Regions from separate parts of the Athene noctua genome. Here region 2 is linked to region 1. Evidence: chromatin contacts called from public Hi-C data. All regions are on one chromosome and are shown on one strand. Each heading gives the region's core, a stretch centred on a gene start, on an enhancer-like site or on the middle of the called end of the contact. The rest is flanking DNA. Distances are from core to core; before and after follow the strand shown.

The links. A called contact is a pair of places that touch in the nucleus more often than the background predicts.
Region 2: a Hi-C map of heart shows a contact between it and region 1, with 4 times the contacts expected there. The contact joins the promoter of SMC3 here to the promoter of SMNDC1 in region 1. A contact is called at or near these places in 2 of 2 Hi-C or Micro-C datasets (heart and liver).

The regions. Positions count from the first base shown.
Region 1 is chr5:55,968,737-55,976,078 of bAthNoc1.hap1.1, forward strand. SMNDC1 (survival motor neuron domain containing 1) reads right to left here and starts at 4,606. Exons shown (of 6, transcript XM_074907703.1): 1 at 4,469-4,606; 2 at 3,672-3,791. The coding sequence starts at 3,791.
Region 2 is chr5:56,110,330-56,117,392 of bAthNoc1.hap1.1, forward strand. SMC3 (structural maintenance of chromosomes 3) reads left to right here and starts at 2,793. Exons shown (of 29, transcript XM_074907706.1): 1 at 2,793-2,959. The coding sequence starts at 2,945.

The DNA.
Region 1 (7,342 bases), core at 3,356-5,855:
TGGTTTTTTTTGAAGTTACTGTATTAAATTCATAGCTGATGTAAAGTGGACTAAGTTTATTTTGGTTTTTTAATCATTTAACTAAACGCACTCATCAACAACACAGATAAAAAGGTATGTGGTATTCAGTGTATTGCAGTAAAGTTGCCCGTGCCCACCTCAAAATTTCAAAGAGTAACCTATTATTTTATATAATTTCTTTTTAGGTGAGTTGTTTATCAGTAGGCACAAAGATACAGCCAAGACAGTCTCAATAAAAAAAAAAAATCAGGGTGTGACTCTGTACACATGGCTGCACGTGATGTTGTGTGATTTCTGGTCAATAACCAACATGTGGCAGAGCAAGAATTCAGCAGGACAGTGCTGTGAAGACAAAACATGACAGGACAGAATGCTTCCATTCTCTCCGTAGCTGGCAGTTTCTTCCATCCCTTCCCCTTTTGGTCTGGCTGGCTATATTATATATAGGGATCTCTAAAATACACAACAACTACAAGGATAATTGCAGCATTTCTAAGTGATGAAACATATTTCAGTTTCCTCAAAAATACGGGGATTGGCTGAACTGAATCACCCAGAGCCAAGGTGAAGAATACTGTCCACAACTGCCACTCTGTAAAGCCCTCTCATTTAGAGAAAGCGTTCAAGTGCATACTAAAGACTGACTTCCTAAAGTCATTTTGATACTTGTTTTTCTCTGAATTCCCTGACCTTAAGATTTCAGGTCAGGCATTCCCTCACTAATCCAACAAGAGAAGTAACATATTTCCCCAGTTCCTTTAAATATTATTAATTCACAGACAGGAGCATGCAAAAGCCCCTCCCCAACTTGCTGCCAGTATTATACTCTTATTCTGTGCAATCAAACCACTGGCTTCCACTAGTGTTAAGTCAGAGGAGTCAGCACCTAAGAGGCTTTATATAAGGCAAAGCCACTCTGAAGTCCTTAAAGAATAAAAATTCTTCAGTTCTTTGAGTATCTCAACATGAACCATTGTCACTCTCCTAACTAACAGTAAATATTTAAATTAGGGGAGGATTACAGATAAACAATGTTCAACTGAGGCTCAGTGGAGCCTGAACTTTCCTCCCAGTTTCACATCCTAGTTCAGCTATGGGTGTACAAAGCCTAGCTCAGGAAAAAGTGGTTAAAGAAGCTGTTCTTCATTCCTCAAGAGCCTAAAGGATCATAAGCAGTTCCAAAATGAGAAGATAATACAATATAAACTTACATGCATTTTTATCTGATAAACTATACAACTGGCACGAATGGCCTCATGGTTTTTTCTGTTGCAGCTGTTAATGTCTGAATTTCCAACACCTTCCTAACAAAAGTTCTACTCTTCATTTATGAGATGCTGCTAGTTAGTACCTGCAACAGTAAGCACCATCAGCTGCAACTGCCACAGAAACACACAATTACTTCTACTACTTTGCTCTCCATTTTCCATAGTACTACAGCTGAACCAGAACAGATTTTGATTATCAAGTTACCTAATTTGAGAACGCTCTGCAGAACACATAGCACTGGCCTAATTTTCCCTCCCTAACTATTCCTCAACACATAGATAGCTGTATTCTGCAAATTCTGGATGCATCATGGTTTGAAATAGGTATCTTAATCTCAGCAAGTCAAATACAATACATCAGGCACAAGCCACCTGAAAGCAAGTGTTTCAGGTATGTAGAGAACACTTTCATATTACTGGTAGACTTACTGTTGCCACGTTCATAGATGGCTTATTGTAGAACTCAAACGTGAAAAGTTCCAGACAAGTCTAACAAGAATTCTTTGGATTTGATAAAGTGACTTACACACCAGGCTATAAATAGCAAATTTGGTAAAAATCTTTATCCGATAGTCATGTATCTTAGCACACAAGACAGAAACATTAATTTTCTTGCAAACCATGAGACTGTTTTAAAGTCTTTAATGGAATAATAGCTCATTCAAAGAAATCATCTGAGCACAAGTTTGACTACCACAGCAGCTCCGTGCAGCCAAATGAGTTGAACAATATGGCTTGCTGCCACGTCCTGTGACACAACGGTGTGACCCACAGAGAATACCAGTTAGAGTTTGCCAAGATTTTTCCTGACCAACTGGTCTTTACAAAGCCAGACAGAACTCTACACTCCAGAACACAATGCCCACAGATACAATCTCCAATTACTGAAGATGACAGCTGCCATCAATTCTACTTGATACAAAAGGTAAGTTCGGTTCCTGGGTGCTCAGACTCTGTCCTAGAAGTGCTTCAGTGAAACAAAAAGTGAAAAGCTACTTTATAAAAACTACTTCTAATATTTTAATCTTGTTACTCAGCATTAAGCTAAGAATACGAAATGAACTAGTGCATCAATATTTATGATAGCAAAAAAATGTTTCAATTACATAGTAGCAGTCTTTTTGAAGAGACAAGAAGCTGTTTAGCTGGGACACTGAAGCATTGAACTCATTTTTATAACTGGTTGGTTGGCATATATTAAGTCTGCAAAACAGTATGTCATTTTCAAGGTGGAACATATGGATAGCAAACCTTTTGGGGACGAAAGTGTAAAGATCTTCCCCATTCTGTGCAGAAAGCTTTTATAAAAAGTCTGCAAGTTGTCCTTTCACATCAATGATCTCTGCATATCAAAGCCGAGGTCGTGTTGGTATCGGAAATATCATCCCATATGGGTTTTGCTGTGCATTTTAAAAATATAAAAATATACACATGCTTTTAACAGTGTACAACGAGGGATATCAAGATGATCTATAAAGTGCCTTGTGGGCACAAAGCCTTTGTCATTTAAAAGGAACTCTACAGATCACTGATTTGAGGCACTACTCATCTTTTGGTTGAGGCATCATTTTTATTACTGTTATTTCCATACAGATTAGTGGTCACTGAATCTTGTACTGGGTGGTTTTATGTATTTTTAGATCTGATGGCTAAAGCAATCCACAACAGAAATGAAGCAGCATCTTGCACTCTCATAACAAATCTGAACAGTACAAAATACCACTTAACTTGAAATTAAGCTGGTGGTCTTCCTGTCACTGAAGAATACCCTAAGGACCAGAAATGTTTTTTCGCTCTTAAGAATGAGGTATGCTCTCATATGTTTAAAACACTGCAGGTGAAGAACATGATCCTTTTCCTTTCTTATATAAAAACCTTAAGATAATGAAGGCTTAGACATACAAGGAATACGGAACTACACTCTAAAGCTTTTATCACTGCAAATGCCTGCAATGAATAAACAGATTCTGGATCAAATTATTTGACAACTCAAAAATAAGCAGAAAGGCACAATGTTAAGCCCAACCATCAGGGTTCAGCATAGTAAAAGCAACAAAATACGATGACTTTCTGAAAAACACTTTAAAAAAATAGAGCAAAGACAGCATTGGTTTATCTTTCATCACTCTGGCTAAAGCTTTCAGCAGAAGAGTTTGCTGTATCAGTTAGTACATCTTTTTTACTGATCTACCAGAAAGGTTTAAAATACGCCGTACTTTGGGGGGTTTTTTCAAACCAACCCTACCATAATTGTATCAAACTGTGAAAAGAAAGTCCTAAACCCACCAAGTATATATTTTTGTTACAATCAAAATATTTAGGAAGATTAAACACTTGCTAAAGACCTGAAAGTTTCAGCTATTCATATCGTCAAGTTCTCACCTGTAAGTCTTTCTTCAGTTTTAGTAAATCTTCGTTTTCTGCATTTCCAGACAAGGCTGCCTCAACTTGCTGAAGCTGAGCTTTGTAGCTAGCTAACTGCTTAGCAAGGTCTTCTGACATCTGCAAGAAACATACACACAAGCAACACATCAAAACAGGCTTGCTGCTTTTTAATCACATCTTGTGGTGCAAGTAAGTAACACAAAAAGCTGTTACTATTTAAAAATACAACTGAGTTTCAATAACGCGTTGTTTCATTATACATAGTCGCTCACCTTAACTCTTGTACTGTTCAACCACTCCCAAGCAATTTCAAAAAATGAAAGCTTAAACACGTGCCTGCGTGCGTGCGCTGGGAAAACGCGTAACTTACGTTACCGGCGGCCCTTTGGGCAGACTCAAAATTACCCACACCTTGAGCAAACCACCGCGCACGTCAGTTTTTCCCCTCTGGACGCCACAAACCAGAGTCGTCACGTTTACACCAGCGAAATCCTCCGCGGCGCCCGGGGACCGGCCCCTCCCGGGAGCTAACCACCTGGCCCCAGGGCCGCCGGCTGCGGCGAGCCCGGCCCGGGGCCACCCGCTCCTTGTCGGACCGATCCGGGCGACTCGGGGCGCGGTGGAACTGCGAGGAAGCGGGGCCGGGCCCGCGCGGAAGGGCCCGCGCCGGCGGACGGGCCCAGGCTCAGGCCTAAGCCGAGGCCTAGGCCCAGGCCCCCTCCAAGCGGGAAGGACGAGGCCGCCGGGCGGCACAGCGGGAGGCGCGGGGGCGGCGAGGAGGCGCCGGTTCTCACCTCGGCGGGCGTGCGGGGCCCGGGCCGGGCCAGGGGGAGGGGGACGGGGCGGCGGGCGGGGGGCGCCGCTCTGGGTCCCGTCGGGCCGCGGCCGCTTCCGTCTCCTTCGCCGCGGGCGGGGCAAAGGGCCCAGCGCGCGCCAGCGCTCGCGAGAGCGCCCCGCCGGTCACGTGCTGCCGGCGCGCGGCGCTGGTCGGCCGAGCAACGCAGCCGCCTCGCGCGGCCTCCGGGTCACGTGGCGGGGGAGAGGGCGGGGGCGGAGGGCGTCAGCTGTCCCTCAGCGCCTCGCCAGGCCGCGCCCGTCCCCTGCGCCCGTCCCCTGCGCCTGTCCCCTCGGCCCGTCCCCTGCGCCTGTCCCCTGCGCCTGTCCCCTGCGGCCTGTCCGCGCTGCCGGCGGGCCCGGGCCTATCGGTTCCCTCCTGTCCCCGTCCCCTGGCGAGTCCCATGTGAGGAGAGGTGGGCAGCCCCTCCGCAGCCAGACGGCCGCGGCCCTGCCCGCAGCCGCTCGGCGGGACTGGGAGGGAGCTGCCCTACCTCGCCGCTGCGGCTGAGCTGCCAGGCTTGGCATCAGCAGAAGATCCTGACACATCGAAATCTTCCTCTTTCGGGCAGGGCGCAGCTCTTTGTTTGCAGAGGAGTGATGCCAAGTTTCTGATGTCTGACCAGTGGCTGCTATAGGGGACCGCAGGGCACCCGATGCTGGGCGAGCCTGACGATTTATGCTTGCTCACATCTTTGTTGACAAACACAGTGCTTTCCAGCTGCTTAAGTGATAACTAGAACCATGCAAAACCCACTACCAAACAATTTAGAAGAGAGTAAGTTTTGGTATTTGGTCCTACAACAGGAAAAGGGGAGGAAAAGCTCAGTGGCTTCTTCAAGCCTGTCACAGGAAGGAAAAAATATTTCCTGGTGGAAATCCAGTAATTAATTTGCCCTTGAGGCTGTGAGCCAGGCAAATGAAGCAGGTGTCCAAAAAGTTTCTTGGTATTACCAGGAGGATAGGTGTCTCCTGCAAACATCCTGTCCCTTGTCACTGTCTGCATGTAGGGCTTCACCGGATGATGACTTCACTTGGACTCTTGGGCTTTGTTTACATATTAAGGAAGAAATAGATCTACTCTGCTCTGTGATACTTGGTTTATGCCCTCAGAGGATATCCTGACTGAGGATAAAACACATTTCTGTATCTTGGTGTATGATTTGATAATTAAAATACATACATTATTGGACACTGTTGACAAACTGATTGATGAGACCGAGGGTAACAAATAACAGTAGCATCTTTTTCATAATTTTATTAATAATCTACAAATAGTTACAGAGAACATTTTCTGATAAGTCTTTGTGGACAGATCAGCAGCTGTTGAAAAGGCATACAAATTTATTGATACAGAGCAATCCTAGTGACCTTGAGAGTGTACCTATGAGTTAAAATACACGTTAGTACAATCATCACATCCCAGAACAAGAAATCTAGACTGTATCTGCAGGACTGAAGCGAGAGAGAGGGACTGAGGAGACATGCAATGTCCAGGTGTCTCCAAAGGCAACAATGGCGAAAAGAACATTCTGTGGTTGCATCAGCAGGAGCAAGCATAAAGAGGTATTTTGCTGCTATAAAAGTTTTGGTGAGAGTTGGTACTGAAATACTACATATGGTTCTAAAATCTGGAGTTCTGTGGGGTCTGCGGACTTCTAAAAAGAGCTACCAACATTATTCGATGGCTGGAGAAAACTCCCTTCTCAATGAAAGTCTGACATGCCCAATCTGTTTAGCTCATAAAGGAAGGTGATGATTACATCATGAAATTGATCTGAAAGAAAAACAGTATGAAGTACTTGAAACATAAAAACATCGCAAAGCCCAGTTGACTAAAAGCTAAAGGTAGAATTACCTGTAAGAGTTTTTGGGGTTTTTTTCCTCTTGGTTTCTTCAGCTCAGGATAGTGCCTTTTTAGATGCTCTTTCAACTTACGCTATCAATCAGACACATGCTGCTACGTGTAGGAAGGCAAGCCAGATCTTGAAACCACTGATCTTTAACTCTTATAAATGCTCATTAATTGCATCCTTAAAACTGGTTTTGTCTTCACCCAAAAATAGAGATCTTTTTTCTGTGTTTGACTAGAGAAGCTCTTTTATACTATATTGAGTAAAAACACAATGTAACCAGGACATCTTCCTGCTATCTTACTGATTACAATTTTTAAACTATATTTTACAGTTCATGAAATGGTTGGCTTGGCAGGATATCTGCATAGTTAGCACTATTTGAAATTATATATCCAGCTGTTGTCAAGATTTTGTTCTTTCTGTATTTGTTAGTAGATCAAAACAAGTTCAGCTACGTTTGTGCCATATCTGAATGTTTCTCACTTCGTCCAGTAATTTAATTTTATCCATGAGCAGCAGAGTAGCTACCAGACTGTATCTCTTCATAAATACTTACTGTTTATTGAGATGTTTATACATTGTAGTGTGATATTACAGTGTATTCATAGAATTGAGCCATATTATTTATAAAGTTATACTTCAGGAATATTATTACAAAATAATCAATACCATGTTACTGGAATGTATCTCTCACATTTTATCATATATGATACATAGAGTTTTAGTGTAGTTTGATGGCAAATGAAGGCATGTAAATTTAAGACAATTCTTCCTCACAAATGCTGTAGAATTTGTTTCCCTAACTTAGAAAGAAAAGGCAACTCGATCAGCTTTTGCTTAAGCCAAACTCTGTTGTCATTATTAGCATTGAGACTTTCAGCTGTTATTCCTAGTAGGAAGCTTTGTGATGGACATGACTGTACTTGGGGAACAACTACAGAAAATTGGTGTAACTGGGGACTTTCTCACCATGCTGGT
Region 2 (7,063 bases), core at 1,543-4,042, 140 kb after region 1:
GTTTGTTGGGACAAAACCTTCTTCGCTGATGTGTTTCAACAGAGGTTAAACTACATTGCCTGCTGTACGGTGCCAATGGAATCTCAAATGCATAAAAGGTCGCTGTTTTCTCCTGCCTGAGTGCTTCAGGGCGGTTTTGAAAATTACAAGTTTGTCTAGAATATGTACATCTGTGCAATTTATTTACAAATATTGCAAATATTCACATAAAAGTGGATGCAAATAATTCTTTCAAGCAGGCATAGGATTGGTTAAGTGTACTGTGAGGAAAAGCGGGGAATTAGATTTCCCTTTCTTTTCTAAACTCTCTTCTCTGCCCTCTCAGTGAATCGCCTTGGAAGGTCCTGATTCGCGGAAAAAAGACTCTACAACTCGAATAGAGTTATAAAGCAGGGATGTTTACTGCGGCACCGGGGTGCAAGGGGATCTCTCCGCAAAGCTTGCACACCCACCGCATATTTTACCAAAAACTTATAGAGTGTGGATATCCCTGTTCATTGGGTTACATAACACAAACATACATATGCATGAGTAAGGCTGGGTTAGTTCGAAAGGCTGATGTCAACAGTTTATGTTCCCTCTGCACCTGCGCATTGCCTCCTGGTGGTCGTCTTCGGGGGCCTTTGGGAGGAAGGCTCGTAGTTTTTCTCACCTTGTTTTTTCCCCCGGAGCATGCGCAGGTTCTCTTGGCCAATTTCTTGACTAGCAAGAGTTTTTCAGACAGTTTACTTTCTATCTTATCTAAGAGAACCAATAGAACTTTTACCATTCGTGTATGGCTGTCTTTACTCATTAGCAAAATTCCACCTAGTTAGAGCCACCTGTTCCTCAAGGACAAAAGTATAATATTTTGCTGAACATTTGTAGTCCTTGGTAGATTTTCACAGCGAACTGCTTTGTTTTGATGAACACAGTAGTCCTTGGTAAAATTCCACAGAACAGTCTGGGCAAGCAGGATTCTTAGCAATATTAAAAAAAAATACTATAACTTGCTATAAGTAAGTAAATAAGTTGCTAAGCAGTTTTCTATAAGTAAATAAGTAAATAAATCTCAAAACAAGTAATTATTTCTCTGTATCAGTCCAGGCAGCTGGAATCCAAAGTACTAGCACCTATAATTCACCTCGCCCTGGAGAAAGTGAAGAATAAATTCCATTACACAAACCAATCCCAGAAAGATATTGTGAGATTCCCCGAAATCCTAAAATGAAAGGGATTTTGAAAAGCAAGTGGAAAAAATATTTCTTTTTTTTCTCCCAAGTCCTGTTGAATTGAGCTATGTACAAGTAAATGCAGAACAGTCAGGAAATTTTCATTCTGAATTTGTTTGTGGAGCAATGATTGAATGCTTTAGTTTTTTAGGCACTTGTGCTTTCTGAAGAAACAATGAACCCTTTCGTTAAAGGTGCGGGCGAAATCTGTTTACCTTTAGTAAAACCATTTCATTACCTGGCAGCAAGGAAAGTAATTCATCCACCTATTATTCTAGGGGAGGTAGGAACTAGACCATTCTGTTTAAATAATTTTTATTAGTGTTAAGAGGATCAGTGCAGGAATTCTATTGCTTGTATAAAAATGTTGGCTACAGCTGCATTTTTGAAGGAGTACTGTCAAATTGAAAATTGCATTTTCTCTGAGACATTGTGCCCCTACTGTTGTCACAGTAACACCTGAAATTACTGTAACTGAAAGAGATTAGAAGAAAATTAATGTTTCTCTTCTTTCATTGTGCTGATTTTGTGTTTGACAGCTCCTTCAGGGAGATGAATAGTGGCTCTCCAGGAGATAAAGGAGTGGGTACAGATTCAAGCTAATCTTTCTGTTTTCCTGAGAATATTTCGCATCATTCCCGTTACTCAGCTCACCCTGGGCAGGTATTTGGCTTCGCCCAGGTGTTTCACAACAGATGAGGAGCTGAACTCACACAGGCACCGAGGCCTGCCAGGGCACCCGGGCCCCACGCTGCAGCACCTTGCACCTGGAGGCTGCTTGGCCCTGTTCCACGTGACTTCATGTTGCCTCACTGTAGGGACTGGGGTTGGCATAGTGGGAACAATGAGCAAAACCGGAGGTAAATACGAAAAAAATGGGAGAAGGGACTGGAATCCACACCTCAAGGCCCTGTACTCCCAGCCCTGGGCAGTCACGGGGGCAGGCCAGGACCCTCGGGGCCATGCTGGAGCCCAGCCACAGGCCCTAACGCTGCTAGTTCCTCTTTTTTTTTTTTTTTTCCTCCTTTTTAATGGATTGTTTATTTTTCAGATATTCGAATAAAAGACGGGATTTAAGATCAAGGTTTTATCTGACGCAACCTGTGAGCACTCGTACCGCCCCCGGCCTGGGGCGAGGGCAGAGCGCTGCGTCCCGCCCTTTCCCCCCGCGCCAAAGCTCCGCCATGTCCCGGCCCCGGCAGCGCCCCCCGCAGGCGCCACGGCGCTCCCGCCCCGCCGCTCTCCCCCGCTCGGCTCACACTTGCCTTTGGCGCCCAACCCGCCCCTCAGCGGAGAAACCACTTGCCCTGACTCTCTGGGGGGACCCCCACTGCGGGGAGGGGCAGTGTCTGCAGCCTTCTCCGCTTCGGAGCACCTTCGGGAAGGTCAGTGGGGCACTTTAGCAGCTGACACGAAGGACAGCCTCTACTGGATCTTGCGGTGACGCTTCTCCGGAGGAGCAGGGGCGCGTTCTGGGCTCCCCTCCTCCCCCTCCATCTGGTGCTGGATGGTTCGCGCCGGGGCGGGATGGGGGAGGTTCCGCCGCCATTTTGTTTGCGTGAGGGGTGAGAGGGGCGCTCTGCTGGGAAGTGTGGGGAGGCTGAAGGGGCGGGAGAGGGCGGTGGGGGAGACCCGGGGTCGCGCCGAGCACTCGTGCCAGGAAGAGACGGTGAGGACGGGAAGAGTGACAGCAGGAGGCGCCAGGGCGGGCACCTTCCCCATCTTTCGCAGACATGTACATCAAGCAGGTAAGCTGGCGCGGTCCAAGCCGCTCGCCTTGTGCGGTGCGGCCTGGGCCTGGCTGGGTCGGTTTGACCCTGCCTGCTCTGCCCTGCCCCTCCCCGGCGCTGGAGGGTCTTCGACCTCCGGGCGAGCGGCAGAACCATGTCCCGGCCCGTAGCAAGAGGCCCGCCGGGTGGTGGCGGGTCCGAAGGCCTTTGCTTGGCTCGCTGCTGTCCCGAGGCGGGAAGCCGCGGCCCTGGCTGAGGGGGAGCATCCTCGGGCCAGCCACGGAACAAGTCCTCCGTGTAGGTTGCCGGGTGCCTTTCCTCCCCAGGTTCCCGTGGCTAGTTTCATTCATTGCAGGTGCGAAGTGGCGTTGGGGCGAGGCCCTCTTCTACTCGGGATTTGTTCGCGGGCTCTGTGAGGACCTTTTGGACGGGCCAGCGTTGCTGTCTTGGCTCTCCAGGCAGCGGATGAGGATGACCCAAGGCCCGGAGGCTCATACCCACGCGGGGCTCGTACATAGACAAAGGGCTTTCCTCAGCTGTTAGGCGGCATCTTTCAGCTGTTAAAGTTGCTGGTTCTCTTCTTTACTTTTTTTTTTTTTATCTGTATGTGGTTTCAATGGGGAAATGTAACTGTATTTGGAGTTTCAATTCAAACTGCTTTTGTCTGTCCCTTCCCCCGGGAGAAACAACAGTTACTGTTTGTATTGGGGTGATGCTTTAGGCCCCCGGGCATGGACTATTTAATCTATTATACTTTATCCTTGATAGGCAATCTGCAGCTAACCCTCAGTTAAAAAGAAGATCCTTGTATGGACCTTTTCAAAACATTTTTTGAGATAGAGGCAATTATTGTCAGTTCTGTAGTATATCCGTGCAGTCGTGTTGCATGGTGTGGTTGAATTTTTATGGCTGCTTTCGTACCACTACCTATGCATGTTCATAAAAAGCCTACTAAGATTTTCGTTTCTCAGTGGACTCAAAATTGACTTGGCTTTCTGATACCCTAAGGGTATCTTAATCCAAAAGAATATCATGTTTGAAAGTGCATATTTTACATAGAAATAAGGTTTTCATCAGCTGGCTGACTAGGGAGTGCTGCAAATACCTTTTGATTGTGTTTTAGTAAATCAGTTTATTGTTGCAGGTGCACACATTGCTTTAAAGTCTCTGAATAAGAATTCTTGTTCTCCAGATTTGAACTGCACAAAAATAAACAGTAGTGAAGATGTATAGAATCAGAGTAAGAAGTCCACATTAAGAACAGGGGAAATAAGTTTCAACTGGAAAAAAAGAAATTTTAGGTGGTCAGTAACCAATACCATTCTAGGAGTTATAGAAGAGAGCATAACAAGGTGTGAACATGAGAATAAAATGGATGAGGGCAAATTTGGTTCCACCAATATCGCTTATTTTGTGGCTTCCCAGAAATCATTCCTGGAGTTTGAAGATTAAAATTGTTTAAGTCTTTATTGCCTTGTATAGCCTTGGATTAAGAAGTTATGAGGTTGCAGAATATGTAGGATAGATTAAGTGAGAAGCCATCTAGGAAAAAAACTTTGAGGGGAGGGGAGGGGAAATGGTTTTCAGAGTCTGTCTGGATGATACTCTGGTGCCTGAGTATGTGAGTGGTAAAAGTTTGTGGGTTTGTAGTAATATCCAATAAATAATTACTGGTTGTTTTTACCTTTTTGTAGAAGCTTTCAGGCTCTTATGAGAATAAAGTAGATGAATTATTCCAGTCTGAATGTTTTTAGAATATTATAGGCAAACTGTAAAAATACTGGAGATCAAATATTTTGTCCATTCTTTTTATTTTTTTTCCTTGATCTGGTGAATTGGGAAAGCAGTATTGTTTACAAAATGTGGGGGAGGGTAATTTTAATTTATTTTTCAAAACCAGAGTGAGTGAACGTAGTTGCTGTGGCCTAGAGCTGGGGACAAGGCTCGAGTAAGACTTGCTCATTCCTATTTTGCCTTTGAAAGCAAGTGTGGAGACAGAAAGTCTCTGGCTGGCTGATGAGGCAGACTGTTTTTTTAAAAGAGGTGGGGGTCTGTGTTTACAGCCACAGCGACTGGGTAGTCTTCGGCTAACACGTTGTCTTAAACTTGCTTTTTGTAGTTCAGTCCATTACGTTCTGAAATCCTTAGTTACTTCCAATATAGTTGCTTTGGATTTAGATCTGAATACAGCGCAGGTACCTATTGAAAACTGTCTTGCCCGTGGAGAGGGAGCATAGACAGTTGCAATTCCAAAACACTGTTTAGATAGGCAAGGCATTGGAGGGAGGTATTGGAACACAATTCCTTTTCCAAAATAGCTGCTGTTGCTTAGATCTTGTGTTTGATGGTCAAGAATTAGTAATTTTCTGCCTATTCATATTCTTGGCTTTAGATTCCAGTAAGGAAATAATTTTGCAAAGAGGCTTTGACAAGGAGACTGTAGTGCCTGGGAAGAGAATGGCTCGATGATTTTTGACTAAAAGTTAGTTAATGCATTTAAGTTTTATTTCAGTTTTTGTAAACTCCAGTGCTTGATTTTTCTGTCTGACACGGCATTTTCATTCAGTATTAGTGAGATGTTTTTAATCCGTTAGTAGAAACAGGTGGTAAGAGGAGTTTTCTGTGTTAATCCTTGATAATGGGCTGTCACATAATGGGAGACAGACTTACCTTGACATGAATAAATCAGGGCGCTTTCTTCTCCCGGTCTTTTGTCTAGTAAATTTTACGAACAGGATTTTTTCCCACTGTTTGTATAGCACACTACCAGAATATTACAGAATATGAATGTTTTAAAGGTAATTGTTTCTTGAGTTGCTCAGGTGTACATTTAAGGTAGGATTTTGTAGGGGAGGTGAAGGCTTGCTTCAGTGTTTACAGTTACTACTTCTAGGTTTTTTGCTGAAACTTTGTGTGTGCTTCCTGGATACAAAGTATTATGCACGTCTTATGGAGCGTGGCCTGTTTTAATACTTGGAAGATAGGAGAGAAGGGGTGACATGTTCAGAAAAAGAGAAAATGGTGATGGGACTATAGACCTTACAAATTAAAGTCTAAATAACTTCATATTCTAAACTTCAGCGGTAATAATACTGAGAAATAGCTTGTAAGATGTTTTGCTGTCTTCCTAGCAAGTCATTCTCAGTTTATGATAGCTATAATGGTGAAACATTGGCATTATTTTCACAGTATCTTGCTTCTGTTGGAGAACAGCTGGGCAAAGCACATAATTAAATGTCAACTGTAGTCCTTTTGTGTAGGCATTCTTGCTGAAAGATCTGCAAACATCAAGACTTAACAGGTGAAGGCTGTCTTTCTCCTGTCTTGCTGAGCAGAGCAAAGCTGCTGTATAGCCTTTTAGCACAGCTTTAATGGTTGGAAAAGGTTGCTTAATGCTGGAATGTGCATGCTGGAAGTTGGATCAATTTTGCTGCTATGCAGAACTGAAGCATCAGGATATTGTCACTCTGTACCTTGTATGTTACCTGGCTGGGCAAACCTCATATCGCTACTGAAATGGAATAGTAGGAATTTGACGTGCTGCTTCAAGGTGACTGTTTGCTGTGTAGCTCCTGAAGTTGTGTAGGTTTGTATTTGTCTAAGAAGTAAATCCACTAGAATGAAGATAGCTTGCTTTTTTAACTTTTCCCTTTAGGTTGTACAGTAAAACAAAAAAAGGTTGAATTGCGTGTAAAATAGGTAGAGTCTGGTACAGGTTTTGCAGTCTGCAATTGCTCAACTTGGAGAATTTGCAAATAGAATTCTTATGCTGTATGTGGATTGCATTAGAAAAATATAAACTGGCCCTGCTAGGATAAGTCCATGTTATATTATGTTTTTCTTTCCTGTATGTAATAATTGATGCAAATACATCTTTTTTTGTAGTCTGATACAGAAACATTCTTAGGACTCTCTTGTTCACTGTGCTTTGGCCTACATAAGTATCAGCATCTCTTGTGATGTGGGGAGAAAAATCTGTCCATAAAGTGATGCTCAGGTGAGGGGCAAGTTTTATAATGTAAGTTGCTGATCTGGAACTGGAAGGTTGAATTGTGTGTGGGAAATCAAGTATATTATAATTGATGTAAATATTCTATAAAATCTTACAGTTCAAAAACTGCT